Linked DNA regions of Mus musculus: all the other regions are linked to region 1. Evidence: chromatin contacts called from public HiChIP or PLAC-seq and promoter capture Hi-C data. All regions are on one chromosome and are shown on one strand. The core of a region is the stretch at or near the end of the contact, and the rest is flanking DNA. Distances in the headings are between cores, read along the strand shown. Region 1 holds the start of Stard10 (START domain containing 10). Region 2 holds the start of Coa4 (cytochrome c oxidase assembly factor 4). Region 3 holds the start of Il18bp (interleukin 18 binding protein). Region 4 holds the start of Fam168a (family with sequence similarity 168, member A). Region 5 holds the start of Inppl1 (inositol polyphosphate phosphatase-like 1).

Region 1 (3,223 bases), core at 526-3,025:
GGTTCAGAGGGTGTGCGTGCAATTAGCTGACACTTCCTACCACACTGATGGAAGGCCTGGGTATCTGAGGTCATTGCACAGGACTGATGGGGACCTGCAGTTTTGTTTTGTTTTAGAAGACTTACTTTGTAGAACACCTTTCAGGGCCACTTTGTAGAACACCCATCATGGCTACCTGTTTGCCCCTGACTTATTTTTTATTTTTTTATTTACCAATGATTAAACCTAGGGCTCTACCACAAAGTTACAGCCTCCCTAACTATCCTGGAACTCACTCTGTAGACCAGGCTGGCCTCAAACTCAGAAATCCACCTGCCTCTGCCTCCCATGTGCTGGGATTAAAGGTGTGTGCCACCACTGCCCGGCAGCCTTTAAAAACATTTTGGGGTGGGGGGGCAAAGTCTTACTTTGTTGCCTGTGCTGGTTTTGAACGGAATATGCAGCCCAGGGAAAGCCTTAAACTTTGGGTCTTCCTCCCCAGTCTCCTGAGTAGCTGGGATTATAGGTCTGTGCTACCACATCCAGTTTCCTGCTTATTTTAAAAGTGGGCATGATTTACAAAGATCTCAGAGCCCTGAGCACTTCAGGGAAAAAAAAAAAAAAGCACATCTATTTGTGAACCTACAGTGCTGAGTCTGCGGTTTTCTTTTAACACCTGTAAGAAAAGAAATCTACATGGTGGAGATAAGAGGTGACTTCTGAGGGACCAGGGGGAGAATGCAGAGGGCACAGAAGGAGCCTGGGTGGCAGAGGCTTGGTACTCTGGCACTGGTGGGAATAGCCATTAGCAGACTCTGGTACTACTAGGTCAGTGGTAGTCACTTATTGCTCCTAATATCCAGAGGAGCACACCAAAGGCTTTCCCTGCTCGTCTCTGGCCCAGACAGTGACAAGACTGCCATGCTCATACTGGCCTGGCCCTAGCTTTCACTGGGTAGATGGGACAGGGCTCCCAGAATGGAAGAGTAGGCAGAAGAGTTAGTGGACAGAATTTACATCAGGCTACAGAGTAGAGCTCTGGTCCACTCTATTCTACAGAGGGGTGGAGGGGGCCTGTGCTCCAGTGTTCTGCAGCCCTGTGCTTTTGAGAACTGGTCTTCGCCTAGGGGAGGTGTGGGTAAATGGCTGAGAGCTAAAGAGGGGTGGGTTTGGAAGCTGCCAAATAGGGATGTAAGAGGTTGCTGGCTCAGGACCTCTCTCTGGCCAGAGTGAGGCTGAAGTGGAAATTTTGCCAAATTCTGGCCAGCCTTTGAACCTTGAGCCTTTAAAGTCGGATCAACTTCCGGCTGGGTTTGCACACCCTACTGGAAAATTGAGTTGGGTGTGTGGAGGAGGCTTGTTATGCTCTTGGTTCTTGGGGCTTGCAGGCTGTCGCCATTTCTAATTTAGTTACTGAGGGGCTGTCATCCCTATTCCTGCTAGTTAGTCTTTCAATTGTCATGAGGGTGTGTGCCCACCCTTGAATCTCTGAAGTGTTGTGTGTGTGAATAAGCTGTTGCAGAAGCGTGTACCTGCAAGGGTGGGAGCGAAGAGTAGAGAAGAGGCTCTCAGTTAACTTCCAGAATCTCTCTTGGCACCTCAACCTTACTCTGAGAGCCCAGGCTACTTTGTTACTTCGCTATGTGGTTCCTGCTCACAGGTCCCCGGTCCTCTGATAGTCTACATCTCTCCCCGGACTTTGCCCCTTCCCCGGGGCTTACGGGGGCGGGCGCTAGGACCCGGCGGGGCGGGGCGGGGCGGGGCTCGGTGCTCCCGCAGTTCTTACCTCCGCAGCCTGGAAAATACCGAGCGAGGCGAGCGGAGCCCGGGAGCCCCGAGCCTAGCGGGAGGGAGGAGGGCGGAGGGGGCGCGCGGGGCGGGGGGCGCGGAGCGGGGCGGGGCCGGCGGCGGGACCCACTGCTCCTCCCCCCAGGGTCCCCGCGCGGCCCCCGGTCGCCCGGGCAGCGGAGGCAGCGGCGGCGGCGGAAGAGCTCGCACACCGGCCCCGGCGGGCCCCGGCAGAGAAGCCCGCACAGGTGAGACTCCGCCACCACACCCGCCCCCACCACGGCCCCGCGCGGCTTGCTGCTGAGTTAGTTGTGCGAGTCCGGCCAGCACCGCGCGAGGACTCCGTGCCAGACCCGCACTTGCGATCCCCCAGAGTCCCGCCCGGCTCTCGCGGGCTCCTGCACCCGCTACGCAGCAATCCTACTGCCGCTCCAGGGAAGTATGAGGTCGCTCCTTGTGGGAGGGTGGCCCAAGTGACTGTCCTGTGCCGGTGCACAACCGCCTGGGGCCAGTACCTGCCCTTTTCAAGCTGTCCGCTGGTCCGGGACCCCGGCTAGCCCCACCCGCGCCCCCAGCGCACTGACTCTGGTCCCCAAACCGGTCTTGCAGGTCCCAGGAAGGTGGCGTCAGCATCTGCAGCCGCGTCGACGTTGTCTGAGCCTCCGCGGAGGACCCAGGAGAGTCGGACTAGGACCAGGGCCCCGGGCCTCCCCACGCTCCCTATGGAAAAGCCAGCTGCCTCAACAGAACCCCAAGGGTCTCGGCCCGCCTTGGGCCGTGAAAGTGTCCAGGTGCCCGATGACCAGGACTTCCGCAGTTTCCGGTCAGAGTGTGAGGCCGAGGTGGGCTGGAACCTGACCTACAGCAAGGCCGGCGTGTCTGTGTGGGTGCAGGCTGTGGAGATGGATCGAACTCTGCACAAGATCAAGGTAGGATTGCCCTGTGGTACCTGCAGCCTCCACTCCTCCCGAACTGTCTCTCACAGGAATCTCCTCGCCCATACTCAGACCAGGGACCCATAGAGGGGTGCATGTGAGCTCAGAGTCTCCTAATATAAACCAGAGGACACACATGGGCCATATGACCCGGGTTCTAACCTAGGCATGCCTGTGTGTTTGGGAGATGGGTGATGGCCAGGTACACTTAGGGGAATAGTGTCTCTCAAAGGTCTGTCTTTCAGAGTAGCTTCTGCTTGGACCCTTAGTTTGACCCACTAGGTAGGTGAACGGCCCACTTCCTCCTTCACCCGGGGTTCTCTAGCCCGCGATGGGTCTTCTGCTCTACTTTCTGCACTCTTGGGTGCAGAGGATGAGATTCCTTCCTTCTCAATTCCTCTAGTCCTCTCTGTCCCTGCCCAGTGGCTCTATCAGGCTCTGAGCCTGCAGCAGGCCTTTAGGACTGTGGCTGGCAGCTCCTGACTGCTGTCTTGCCCTGAGCCACCCTGGGGGTGCACTAG
Region 2 (3,223 bases), core at 242-2,741, 780 kb before region 1:
TAATCCCAGCACTTGGTAGACAGTGGAAGGAAGATCTTGGAGACTGAGTTCAGCCTAGTCTATAGATCAAGTTCCAGGATAGCCAGGGCTACACAGAGAAATCCTGTTTCAAAAAAAAGTTTTAGAGGTGAAGTTCATTATATGTAGAGAAAGTTGCTAAAGTAATTTTATCTTGTTTACTGGTTATAAAGTAGAATTTTATCTTCTCTGATGACAGGTGAAAATCACCAGACATAGATATATGATAAATACACATATATGGTAAATACATATATAAGTACATATATGCTTGATGATCTATATGTATTTATCATAAATATGTGTGATGATCTTCACTTATCATAGTAAAGAACTAAGCTTCAAGGTTGGTCCCGGTGGCACACACTTGTCATTGCAACACTCGGAGAGCTAAGGCAGGAAAGCCACAAGCTTGAGGCCAGCCTGAACTACATATTCAAGGCTAGCTACTACACACAGTAGCTACTGCTACATAGTGAGACCCTATCCCCCCAAATACAAATAAAATACCCAAAACAAAACCAAAAATAGATACAAAACATAATAATGGTATGTGAAATGACAGATAATCAATAAAATGAGCTTTTCTCACAGAATTTAGGAAGGTTGATTGTGTGTGTGTGTGTGAGAGAGAGAGAGAGAGAGAGAGAGAGAGAGAGAATTCAATGGTCAGGAATGACACAGAATGCCATTCAGAGGTAAAAGAGGATTAGAGTTGTCTGGATATGGCTAGGTGCAATAACTCACTTTCCACCCTGAAGCCTAGAGAGATGGAAAGTTAAGAAAAGGGTCTCCAGGGAGCTTGTGTGCACTGTCAATGAAAGTGGGGAAGAGAAGGCAGGCAGAGTGAGGAAAGATCAATCCCTTGGCCCCTGCAAGATGGTTCCTGAGTAAAGTTGCCAGCCACCATACAACCTGAGTTCAAGACCAGGACCCACATGTTAGGACAGAATCAATTCTTGCTGTTCTCTGCTCTCCACACGTGTACCTCAACGCCACACATAAATACACAAATGTAAATAGAAAATGCCTCTTCCTTTCACTTCAGCAATTAGGGCATTCTAGATCCTAGTTATGGCATGGGACACACTGTGCATACATGTTTCTTTGTTTTACTTGGGAATGAAAAATGTCCCATTTGAAATTCCTTTTCTGGATCCTGTGCCCTTCAGCTTACTTGGCAACCCATGCGGTAACACTTCAGACATGGGTCCAGTCAGAGCTCTTGCTGATGAAAAGGCATAATGGCTACCCGCCTCCTCCGTCACTCTCAGGTGGCCTGGAGTCACCTGAGGGTGTGTACACAGTCTCTCAGAACGATCCAAGGTGCCTTCCCTAGGATCCGGTCTCCATTGGTCCGCTCCTTCCGCCCTTTCCCGGAAGAGGCGGGCTGAAGGCGGGCTCTACACGGAGAGTTCACCAATGGGAATTGCAGAGGGCTCTGTTCTTCCGCGTGTGTGCTCCCGCTGGGTCGGCTTCCTGCGGAGAGAACAGGGGGCGTCCTTATTGCCTACGAATCCCCGCGTCTGGGGCGGAACGCGCTCGCACGCTCTTCTGCACCTGCGGGTGAGCACTGCGCACGCATCCCTACACCGGATGCACAGTGGGGACGGCGGGAGTGCTCCTGAAACTGGGAGAGGTGCTTCAGGGGACTTGGATGCCTGTATTTCTCTCCTTCCTCTTCCTTGTCATGCCTTACTAGAAGGCCTTGCCAAGCTGTCAGGCATCTAGCCTGCCCTTATTTCTAAGCATGGGTTGAACTCATTTTATTCAAGGAGTACCGAGGACAACATGTATTGGACATATACTGCAGTGCTATTTACAAAGTCTACCTAGTGAATCTTAAAGCGATTTTATTTTGTGTGTGTGTGTGTGTGTGTGTGTGTGTGTGTATGATTTGTTGACGGCCCTACCTAATAATACAGGTCTCCAGGCAAAGACATTTACCCTTTTATTGTGCCTCCGTAGCGGTGAGGTTTATATAGAGAAGTGCTTAAATCGTCTTGTGACCTACCCCTTTTCCTCATGATAATAGTCTTAAACTCCTAACATGGGCTGCAAAGCTTTGCTGATCAATCATTTACTTATTTCTGCCAATTTTCATTTCCTGCTCTTCTGGTTTCTCCAGTTACTGAAGTGTTTTACGAGGCTGAGAATCAAATTCAATTTACTTTTCCACGTTGGACATTTGTACTACTACCAAACTACATTTTCAGCCCAGTCATCGAACTTGTGATTCCTCTCATGTGTCTACCTCTAGCCAGAAATAGTTTTCCCATGTTTGGCTAACTCATTCATCCTTGAGTTTCATCCTGGAAGTCAGGTTCTCTAGAAAGTCTTGACAGATTAGACCTGCCTCGTTTTCCCAGCTGTCTGTACATACTGTTGTAAACTTCCAGTTTACTTGCCTAGATTGTAAACTCCATGAGGGCAGGAATTGTCTCTAGCTTGGTCTTGTTTGTATACTCTTTTTTTTTTTTTTAAAGATTTATTTATTTATTATATGTAAAGTACACTGTAGCTGTCTTCAGACGTACCAGAAGAGGGCATCGGATCTCATTACGGGTGGTTGTGAGCCACCATGTGGTTGCTGGGATTTGAACTTCCGATCTTCGGAAGAGCAGTCGGGTGCTCTTACCCACTGAGCCATCTCACCAGCCCTTGTATACTCTTAATATAGTAGCCAACACACAACACAGTAACCACCTATTAATGAATAAGACAGAAAAGAGGCATTTAGCGCCTTTATACCCCGTCGTAACAAACTTTTTGCAAAGGTTGAAGTTATCTCTATTGAAGCCTTTCCTGAGTTCTCTCTTGCTGCATTCTGTAGGGTTCTCTCTTGCTGCATTCTGTAGGGTTCTGAAACAGATGATCTTTGGGAAGCAGTCTGGGCAAATAAGCTCACATTTGGATATTGCTGACTAAACAGCCTCATACCACACAGACCCATCTTTTGCCTCAGCCTCCACGTGATTTATGCTACAGCTACACTGAGCTCCTCAGTTCCCCCCACCAGTCAAACCTGCATGTACTTGGGCTGTCTTCCAAGTGTTCAACCTTACTCTTCTGAAGAGAAGAAGAAAGGCTGTTTCTTTGCTTGGGTTTTTTTGTTTGCTTGTTTTGTTTTGAGGTAGATCAGAAATGACATCTCCAAAAAAGATGGCATGTTTTGTTTAACTTGCATTCCACTAGCAGACTCCAT
Region 3 (3,223 bases), core at 188-2,687, 700 kb after region 1:
ACTGCTTAGTTGGGACTGCTGGAGACCAGGAAGAGCATGGGTCTTTTGAGCTTCCAGTTAAGACAGTGGCAGTTGTCTGAGGTGCAGATGTGGCTCTGGCCAAAATGACATGGACATACAAAAGCAGGACCCACCAAGAACTGGGGCCTGAGGAACAAACAGTTACAGCTGTAAATAAAACTGAAGCTCAGCTTTCTAGCACCCATCTTAGTTGGGGACAAGCTGCTACCTGGGTAGGAACAGACCTCGACCCAGATACTCCTAGGTTCTCACCAGGAACCTGAGTGGGTGGAGACCGTTTAGCCCCCACCCCTCGGCTCTGCTGAATGTAGTGCAAAGGAGCCTTGAAATGGAGCCAGAACCAAAGTAGCTACATAGGCGCTTACAGCAATGGAAGAATTGGATGGAACTTCCTTGGGGTGGGGGGTGTTGGGTAGCAGAGTTAGCCACATAGCTCCATTCCTTTAAGAGCCACAAAGCCTAATGTCCCACCTGCTGTCCAGCAGTGTCTCATGGTCATGATGACTTGCAAGCAAGTCTGGTGTCTGTGACTTCCTCTGGAAAAAAATAAGTAAAAGTCAGCTAGCCCTACATCTGTGTTCTTTCCCTCAGGCAGTGTTACTGACACCCATTTGAGCTGGTAGTTTAGAGGGCAGACCTGTAGCCACCAGCTGGGCTATCCACACTTAAGGCACTGCTGGTGTTAATAGTAACAATTTTCTCTCATACCAGCTCCAAACAGCACTTATATAACTTATACCCCCTTAGGAAGGAGAGAAAGTACTAAAAGCCAGGGACTTACCTGGGAAGCAACAGTCCGTTTGCCAGCTTGCCAGCCTCCTTCTGGGAAGGGCAGGCAGCAGTCAGCTTCTAGGAAATCGAGCACCTATTTTCACTTTCACTTTCTTAGCTAGGAATCCCAATCGAAAGCAGGCTGTTCCGAATGGGCCCCTCTCCAAACTCACAGGAATCCTCTATCTACCTCACCCCTCTCTCTAAGGTTAGCGAAGGGGTGAGAAAGATGAGTCTCTCACAGGTCTGTACCTGTCTTGCCCCTTCCACCCTTCACAGCCAACTTTCCTTTCTCCAGAACAAACTCCAAGGAGGCAGTATTTATTAGTACTGGGAACCCCAAATTGAACCACTGACCTTTTTACATTCAGTGCCTCACTGGCCCATTAATATCGTAGTTTCTCTCAAGCTCCCCCACTCCCATCCCTCACCCCAAGGTCAGGTGTATCACTTAACACCAGCCTTCACACACAGCCACAGCCACTTGTACAGGTTCGTTTTCAGTAAATTTAGATCTTCCTACCTGGCTCCTAAGCCCCGAATAGCTTCTTGGAGCTCTAAGGCTCAGCCAGGATAGCTGCCTGGCCCCAAGAAAATCTCACCACAGGAAGGAGCAACTTCCCTGCCTGGCTCGTGTACAAAACTCCCAGCCAAGCGAGAGCTGACCCCAAATAGCCAGGAAGGCACTTCCGCAACACTGGCTCCAGTAGCTCAGAGACTGGTACTTGGAAAGAACAAAATTAGAATCAAACAAAACCCTGAAGCCATGCTCCCTGCATGTGCCAGAACCTCTTGGGGCAGAACGACCAATGCGCACACTTGGGGCAAAGTGCTGTGCTCTTAGGTCTGTGATTCTGTCACCAGAGGGTAGAACTGGTGACAAGTGGGATGGAGCAGGTTGGAAGGACCTGTGGGAATAGATTCATACCTGGTTCAGATGCAGGAGGCTAAAAGCTGTCTTCTATGTGGCACAGTCACATTTCTTTTGAGCAGTCCACCTACCCTCTACCACCTAGGTTGCTGAATTCAGGGCAAAACTCCCTCAGAATCCAGGATCTCTAGGAGTTAGGTCCAGAAGTTGTGCATCCACACACAGCCATTGGGGGATTTCTCATTCCACTGGGGTTTGGGTAGGGGTGCAGGACGAGGAACTGCACTGTACCTTACAAGACTAAAGGTAAAACATAGACGTAGCCTTCACCTTAGGGAGAGGGGAGGACAAATACCAAAGGAAGAGTAGCCTGTCTCTTGGCCTTCTGCTCAGCTCTCATTCCTCTGAGGATGGAGGGAAAAAGGAAGCCACAGCTGAGTAAGAGAACAGGCTGAGTTGTGGGGGTATCAGGGTACTAGTCTCAGACTGGGGGTGAAGGCCTCAGGGCCCCTGATGCCGTAGGACAGGAGACACACACACACACACACACACTCTCACAGAGGGAGGATGGGTGAGAAGGCAGGACCAATGGCTCCAGGTTCCGGCTCTCAGGTGGGATGCAAGAAGCCAAGATACCCCAGGGGGCCCGGGAAAGAGGTGGCAAAAAAAAAAAGGCAAATGCGTGTCCAGCTTTGCAGCCAGCTCATGGAGCTTTATTCAGATGTGATGACAAGATCCTGTTTGGTTCTTGTTGCCTTCAAATGGGCCAGGCCAAATTTCTCTAGACACCCAGTGCTGCTGACCCATGATGCCCTCCCCCTTTCTTCAGACTTCCAGGACTACAGTTAGGCCTGCTCAGAAGTCCCCTTTCAGAGCCCATCTTTATTCAGGCCTCATTCTGCCTATGCACTCACCATTCTTAACGTCAGGCCTGGGAAAAACCCACAAATGACCAAGCCTACCTAGGGACGTTTCCTGGGCTGGAATCCCCTCTTAGCTTCAAGGGCACACTGATGACTGGCAGAAAACAGAGATCCATTAGTCTGTCTGCTCTGTGCATACACAAACATACACACTCTTAGGCTTTCAGGAAGGAAGTGATGTGCAGAGTACCCTTTGGCACATGTCAACACTTCCATGAAGGGTGTACTTGCACAAGAAGCTGCAACATTCGCTGCTGCCAATGTAGCTTCCACAGCTTAATGATATATAGATTGCTTTTATACTCTGCCTGGCAATGGCCCTGCTCAGGGGCAGGTTATCCATGCTGCTCATATTTCTAGCTGTTCCAAAACATGTCAGTGAATTTGGAGGCCACAGGGCTTCCCTAGTTAGAAAAGTCATTGATTTTGCCACCCCCAGCCTTTAGTTTCCAGACAAAAAGGCAACAGAGTCATACACAACACCCATCATGTCCAGAGATGAAGAGACCCTTTACCGCTCAGTGCTAATCTGGCACCCGTCTGAGCTCTTCTACACTGAGTGCAAACCAGGCTTGAGCCTTGCAGAGGGAAGGGAGGGGAAGGGGAAGGGTAGGCTGAAGCACCCAGCCTCCTGCAA
Region 4 (3,223 bases), core at 262-2,761, 610 kb before region 1:
TGCTAATAGCCAGGCACCACAGGTCACTATTTGTCCTGAATTTCTTTTGGACCTGACACTTATCTTCCCTAAGATAAAACTGTAAATTACAGTAAACCCTTCCTTCCTTCCTTCCTTCCTTCCTTCCTTCCTTCCTTAAATTGCTCTTATCAAGTATTTTGTCTCAGCAACCAGAGAAGTAACTAATACAGTACACAACTACCATTATTTTAATAGTGGGATTTACAGAAAGGTAGACACACAGTCCTGAAACACTGTTTAGGTAAACAAGACCCAAGGAAAGTTTGTAGGTGGGAAATCAAGAGGTTGTTGTATTTGGAATATCTATAGCTGTATCTGTGTGTGTGCGTGCAAGCATGTGTGTGTGTGTGTGTGTGTGTGTGTGTGTGTGTATGCATATGAAATAACCTTTTATGTTTAAAAAACGGTGTGTGCTTCCTTAAACAATTCAGACAGTATAAAAGATAAGAGGAACCTGAAACCTAACAATTCTTTCTTTAAGATAATCACTGATAACATTTTGGAGAATCTCTTCACTGAAATCTTTACGCTTTTATATCCTCGAACTTCAAATAAATCGAACCTGTCTAATCTTGCTGTTTTTGCTATCAATTTGCCCCTCTGACAAGAAATTGTGAAAAGCCTTTCATGTCTAAAGATATTTACCATCATTTTAAATGGCTGCTTAGCATTACGTTGAATACATACATCACTATTTATTAAATCAGCCCTCTATTGATGAATATCTACATCCTTCTCAACTCATATTCAACAACCTCCTATAATAACCGTGGGCATTGTTTTCCAAAAATTTTTGATAATCTTTTTAGATTAAATACTTATAAGTAATGTAAATGTAAACAAATGTGCTTTTTACATGAGGATTTAAGTTGCAGACTTGTCCTCTGATTTTCAGGGATGCCAGGGAAGCTGATGCAGCATTAGTTCTGGCGAGACAGTGACAACGGAGATGGCGAGGAGAGTACAGAATTACAGGTGATGTAGCCAATCTAGGCCCAAGCTCAGTGGGTTGGAATAGTCCTTCCCCTTTTTCTCTCTTTCACTTCTTTTTTTCTTAACATGGAGGAAGGACTGAGAACTGCATGTCCCAGCATTTCGCAAGGACCACACTCCTGGGAACTGTAGTACCGGGTCTGAGAGGGGTCCGGAAGGAGAGAATGGGAAACTGTGTGCGGCATGCTGGGAGGTGTAGTCCCTTGGGCGGAAAAGAGTGCATGTGTAGGTTGTTTTGCTTCATGGAGATGAGGCTGCGGAAATATCCAACTTCCCTCCCAAGAGGCCTTTGAGTTTACAAAAGCCCGTGGGAGTCCATTGTCTGTGACCCAAGAGGGTGCGGTCCAGGACCGGAGCAGGGTTGGGAGAACCAGGCCGCGCAGGGCCGTGGCAGAGCATGCCGGGAGTTGTAGTTCAAGAGCTCGGAGGCTGTGGGACGTGTCGGGACAGCGCGCCGACTCCTCCTCCCCCGCCCTTCTCAGCGGTCCCCCGCCCCCTCCCTCCGCCTCCTCCTCTCTTGCCTGCAGCCGAGCGTCCCCTTCCCCCACTGTCGGGTTTCTCCGCGGCTACTGCAGAGGATTCAGATCTGAGTAGCTGAGGAGAAGGAGGAGGAGGCTCCCGTCCCTGCGCGCCATCCACCACCCTACTGGACACGGACGAGGGAACGAGAGCGTCGCCGCTGTAGCCTCCAGAGAAGACAAGGGCATCGCCGCTTCAGTTGCGGCCGCCGCGGTTTTCGTCTGCAGCAGCTCGCCGGTGAGGAGACCCCCCCTCCGCCCCCCGGCCCGCTCCCGTGGAGCCAGGGCTGGTGGCGCCGGGGAGAACGAGGGTGGGGGCTGTAGGGCCCCCGCGCCGGCTTGGGGGAGGGGACCGAGGTGGCGATGGAACGGCGGGCTGGTGGGGGAGACTTGTCCGTACGCGGGCTGGGAGTGGGGTGAGGGTGGGACAGCAGCAGGTCAGGGAGGGTAGCGGAGGGGGGTGAGGGGGTAGGACTTTACATGGAGGGATAACCAGACCAGGGATAGGAGCATGGGGTGTGTAGGGTATTGAGGTGGAATTTGGGATTGTCTTGGGGCGAGGTGGAAGGTGAGATTGGAGTGGGATGTCTTTTAATGGGGGATGGGACTGAATGAAGGTGATGATTTGGGGTTGGCCTGAAGCAGTTGACAGCTTGTGATCAGAGCGGGGTGGGGGCTAAGGAGATGATTTCAATGCCAGTGGGATATAAACGTTGGATGGGACTCTAGGGAGTGCTAATTTTGGAAGGTGGGACTTGGGGTGGACCTGGGGAAGGAAGATGGAGATGGTAGGAGCTGGGGGTGAGGGCTTTGGCATGGGTTGAGACCCCAGCTTGAAATGGGCTGTTGTCTTCTGGGGATGATGGAATTTGTGAATACTTACGGAAATAGGGCTTGGAGAGAACAGAAGAGGTAGGAATTGTTTGGGGTTTTCTTGAGGTAGGCTGCTGCTGGAGGTTTGAATTTGGACTGGTAGTGATGAGACCTCCAACTACAGGAGATGGATGGATGAGGTAAGCTGACAGGAGGGAGTGAATTGTAAGTTGGGCCCCAAATAGGAAGACAGGGATTGAAATTGGGGATGAGGGCTCAGTGGAAAAGGATTTAGGATGAGTTTAGAGTCTCTGGAAGGAACAAGGTGGCTCCCCTGAGCGGAAGTTGGAGGTAGAGGATATGTCAGACTACTCAGCTGGACTCAACTAAAATAATTCTGGCAGGTGTCGAGCAAGGTTAGTGGATGGTATCATAAAGAAAATGTCTCTCTGCCAGTTTTGCAGAAGAAATGTCTGTGATAAGCTGGTTACCTGTGGTGAGGTGGCAGCGGGGATGGAGTGGGTCAGTTTATTTAGGAAAGGAAGGATTAAGATGTCCTCCAAGACACACCAGAGGTTTAGGGGTTAGAACATTTACATCAGCTGCTTGGGTGAGAGACAGTAATAACAAGACCATTAGAAGGGTCTTCACAGGGGACAGAGAAGGTACATTAAAGATTCTCCTAGAGGATATCTCATGCTATCAATTTGACCTTTTTGTTTTACGTTGGAATTGTCTGGAAATAGCAGCCCCAAGGGTAAAGTTATGAGAGAGCCATTTAAGGTAGAATTAAGGGAGAGTGGGGAGTCTTGCAGTTCCTATGTCAAAAAGGGAAAGTTGGGGGCTCTCAAAGCAAAGGTGGGAGAAGGTGAAACTGT
Region 5 (3,223 bases), core at 496-2,995, 520 kb after region 1:
AGAAAGGAAGAAAAAGAAAGGAAAAAAAAATGAAGGTTCTGTCCCACACAGCTTCACCCTGTTGCCTCCCCCAAGTCTTCCTCCCAACACACACTATTCAACTCCACCCTACAATCATATATAGTCGCAGAATTGCCCAGGCGTCCAAACACTGGTCTCTCTGCCCCCTACTGCAGTGCTTTAAAACGAACTGCACTCATGTGGAGCATGCATCCTTTCCCTGTACATCTGGGAGAAAGTCTAAGCTGGTCTACCGCCGTCTGCCACTGTTTCTTGCCATCACACCCACCCTGAGCTTCAGAACTCTGGCCTCGGGCCTCAGAAAGTGCTCCAGGCACAGCAGGAAGTGCTCCCCTGTATCCTTCCTCCACCCAGCGATAAAGTCAAGGTCTCCCCTGGAGACAGGGCTGCAGCCCCACCAGCTACAGTCACCCCACTACCACGATTGCCACCACAACCAAGGAACACTCGGCGTGTGCCCGCCCTACTCACAGGACGCAGAGTGCGAAGGCCCCCGCCACGCTCTCGCTATCTCGCACCAGGAAGCTGCCATCGCGGCCCGCCCGAGCCAGGAGCTCCTCCGCAGCAGCGCGGCTCAGGTCACGGTGATACCAGGCTGGGGCCGGGCTGCCTAGCGCACCCCCGGGACTCGGTGTCCCACACACTGAGGCCATGGCCCACGCAGGGCTCAGCGCCGCCGATGCCTGCCGCTCCGCGCCATCCGCCCGGGGAAGCTTGAAGTCGAGGTTGGGCCCGGGTCCCGGGACTAAGGATCCACCAGCCCGAGAGAACCCAGTATGTGGGTTCCACGCTTGGCCGCGCCAACCGCCTGGATCTCCGCGCAGCCGCCGCCGCCCGCAGCGCCGGCCTCAACTTGAAGAGAAAGAAAAGTTTGTTCAGAGGCGGCGGGGGAGGGGCGGGAACGGAGCTAGGAGCTGGCCGGTCCCCTCCCCCTCCACTCGGCCCAGAGCCCGGGCCGCCCCTGCCCCCAGCCTCTCTCGGCAAGGACGATGCTCCGACAGCCCTACAGGACCCGCAAGACCAGCACCTCCCAAGTCCCACAATTATTTTGTCCCCCCACCTCAAGAAGATCCAGTTCCCCGGTACCCGCTCCGGGACAACTTGTGAGTCCAAGTTCTCGCTGGTGAATTCAATCCTTCCAACGATTCGCAATGAGATGACCCCTAATCCCTATGCAAATCTGATTCTACTACACACATCTCTTCTACTCGGCACCCCCACAGCCTTGCGGGATCAAGGTTCGGAAAGCAAGGCTCCAGGATAGACATCCACAACTACTACAACATCCAAGAGAACAAGTTCTCGTAACTCCTATAAGGTCAGAGGCCCCTTCAGACCTGAACCCCCCAAAACGATTCCTGACACATCCCACAAGATCCCAAAGAGATCCGATACCCCACCCCACACATACGCGCGCGCTCGAGGTGCCTTTCACGCACCGGTCCCCGCAGGCCCTCCAGCCTGGCAAAACCCTTCCCCCATCTCCACCAAATTGCCTGGCACCACGCCCCACACCCGCAGGCCCAGGTTTTGCAGTCCCAGACCAGGAGGACCCCCTCGACTACCTAGAAAAAAAGTTCCCTCAAGTCTCAGAGCCTCAACTACCGAACGCAGGCCCCACCTCTAGGGCGACTCGGGTTGACTCCTAGCCCGGGGAAGCCTCCCTGGACTCCCCGCGGCCACTTAAGATGGCCATCCGCCGCCACCGCGCACCCCGCGCCTTCCGCCCCGCCCGCGCCCCGCCTCGTCCGCCCGCGTCCCGGTCTCCGCCGCACGCCCGCAGAGTGACCTCGGGACAGCCTTGGCTCTTCAGTGCGCCCGAGCTTCTCGCTTTCGATAACTGGGGTAACGTTACGAGGGCGGGCTCATTGGGGCTCTGCCTGTAAAGCTCAGGGCCTGGCATGCAGCGTGCGCTCCGGGACGGCGGCTATTTTTATTATTAATTAAGGAGTAACGAAGGTGACAGCTGTGTAAACTGTAAAGCGCGACTGGGGACTGAACGGGTATTATTAGCACCGCCCCCGCTCCGGCTACTCCCTCCAAATCAACAAACTTGCGCTTCCGTGGGCCAGGTGCGAGCAGGGAGCTCCTAAGACTCTGGCTGCTAAGACCTCCCATCCACCGACCCCTGGGGCGGAAAAGGGGACCCGGCGGGAGAAGACGGGGCGGAACCCAAACAGGGCTTTGGCCCGCCCTATTTCCCCCCTAAAAAAAGACCTGGATGGTGGTGGCGTCTCCAAGGATTTCTCTTCCTGCCCCGCCCCTCTGCCCCCTGGCTCCTTAAAGGCGCAGGCCTCTAGCCGCTTGCCTACAACCACCAACTCCTAGAGTCTGTCAGGAGCATCCCTTTAACCTGGGAGAGAACTTTCGCTCTGGTAAATTGAACCTGTTGACCGAGCCTGGGGTCAACCCTGAGGAGTTTCCCTCTGTTTAGAGGATAAGCCAATTTGCATTGGCTTAACCCATCTAGAACAAAGCCTGGGACGTGACGGGTCTGTAGGGACCTTCCAGAACAGATAAATACAAAAACAGAGATCCTCCACCCACCTACCTGTTTCTCCTGGTCCTGCCAGGGCTTAAATAAAGTAACATCCTCCAATCTGTACCCAGCTCCTCCCGCCGGGAATGGAGGACGCCCACCCCAGATCCCGGGGGTGTGCAGTGGGGTCTTACTTTCCTATGCCTGTATTCCCGACCCACAGGAGGCAGAAGCAAATGGAACTCTACCTAGTTGTAAGCCAGCTTCCTTGGTCTAGACTTCCAGCCCATCCAAGACTACATAAGAGATGTGGCCTCAAAGAAAGAAAGGAGAACGAGTTGGAGAAAAGCTGTCACGACCCTCCAAAATCAATATATTTACAGCTTCCTGAGAGGACGGCGATGCTAAAGACTGTGTCATTGGGGTGAGATGGCTTAACAGGTAAAGGCGCTTTTGCCAAGTTTGAAGACTTTGAGTTGAACCCCAGGGACCCATGTGGTGGAAGGAGAGAGCTCCTGCATGTTGTCCTCTGACTTCCACACCTGTGCCAAGTCATCCATGCAGCCCACACACCTAGGCACACACTCAGAATAAACACAAATACAATTTAGCCGAAGGCTAGAGGGTGCTTCTGCCTCTGGGAAGCCACTAATAGTTTCTTTGGCTTCATCAGTAGGATACAGCACTGGGCGAAATGCAAGCTTTTGTTTCTTCTGTATCTTC

Evidence for each region. Promoter capture Hi-C pulls out the DNA fragments that hold promoters and counts their contacts. HiChIP or PLAC-seq counts read pairs in DNA pulled down with a chosen protein or histone mark.
Region 2: a contact with region 1 is called in a FOXA1 HiChIP or PLAC-seq map of pancreatic cancer cells. The contact joins the promoter of Coa4 here to the promoter of Stard10 in region 1. A contact is called at or near these places in 4 of 39 promoter capture datasets (cranial neural crest, hematopoietic stem and progenitor cells, liver and 1 more), 1 of 484 Hi-C or Micro-C datasets (the G1E-ER4 cell line), 1 of 115 datasets of contacts at active chromatin or transcription factors (pancreatic cancer cells) and 1 of 9 other capture datasets (pancreatic islet).
Region 3: a contact with region 1 is called in a promoter capture Hi-C map of neutrophils, with 2.4 times the contacts expected there. The contact joins the promoter of Il18bp here to the promoter of Stard10 in region 1. A contact is called at or near these places in 2 of 39 promoter capture datasets (hippocampal neurons and neutrophils) and 1 of 115 datasets of contacts at active chromatin or transcription factors (microglia).
Region 4: an H3K27ac HiChIP or PLAC-seq map of extraembryonic endoderm stem cells shows a contact between it and region 1, with 3 times the contacts expected there. The contact joins the promoter of Fam168a here to the promoter of Stard10 in region 1. A contact is called at or near these places in 15 of 39 promoter capture datasets (the 3T3-L1 cell line, 3T3-L1-derived adipocytes, cranial neural crest and 10 more) and 2 of 115 datasets of contacts at active chromatin or transcription factors (extraembryonic endoderm stem cells and pancreatic cancer cells).
Region 5: a contact with region 1 is called in a FOXA1 HiChIP or PLAC-seq map of pancreatic cancer cells. The contact joins the promoter of Inppl1 here to the promoter of Stard10 in region 1. A contact is called at or near these places in 1 of 484 Hi-C or Micro-C datasets (embryonic stem cells), 1 of 115 datasets of contacts at active chromatin or transcription factors (pancreatic cancer cells) and 1 of 9 other capture datasets (pancreatic islet).

The regions. Positions count from the first base shown.
Region 1 is chr7:101,319,338-101,322,560 of GRCm38.p6, forward strand. Stard10 (START domain containing 10) reads left to right here and starts at 1,776. Exons shown (of 7, transcript NM_019990.5): 1 at 1,776-2,015; 2 at 2,377-2,696. The coding sequence starts at 2,490.
Region 2 is chr7:100,535,609-100,538,831 of GRCm38.p6, forward strand. Coa4 (cytochrome c oxidase assembly factor 4) reads left to right here and starts at 1,492. Exons shown (of 2, transcript NM_183270.2): 1 at 1,492-1,584. Gm39058 (a long non-coding RNA gene) reads right to left here and starts at 1,511. Exons shown (of 2, transcript XR_869836.2): 1 at 1,196-1,511; 2 at 1-103.
Region 3 is chr7:102,016,795-102,020,017 of GRCm38.p6, forward strand. It overlaps Il18bp (interleukin 18 binding protein), which reads right to left and starts at 1,438. Exons shown (of 7, transcript NM_010531.2): 1 at 1,316-1,438; 2 at 803-870; 3 at 493-557; 4 at 1-147. The coding sequence starts at 520. Rnf121 (ring finger protein 121) reads right to left here. Exons shown (of 9, transcript NM_029211.3): 9 at 2,343-3,223.
Region 4 is chr7:100,705,124-100,708,346 of GRCm38.p6, forward strand. Fam168a (family with sequence similarity 168, member A) reads left to right here and starts at 1,512. Exons shown (of 9, transcript NM_001362169.1): 1 at 1,512-1,770.
Region 5 is chr7:101,836,079-101,839,301 of GRCm38.p6, forward strand. It overlaps Inppl1 (inositol polyphosphate phosphatase-like 1), which reads right to left and starts at 1,746. Exons shown (of 29, transcript NM_001122739.1): 1 at 1,643-1,746; 2 at 493-873. The coding sequence starts at 674. It overlaps Gm10602 (a long non-coding RNA gene), which reads left to right and starts at 180. Exons shown (of 2, transcript XR_003946663.1): 1 at 180-1,339; 2 at 2,724-3,223.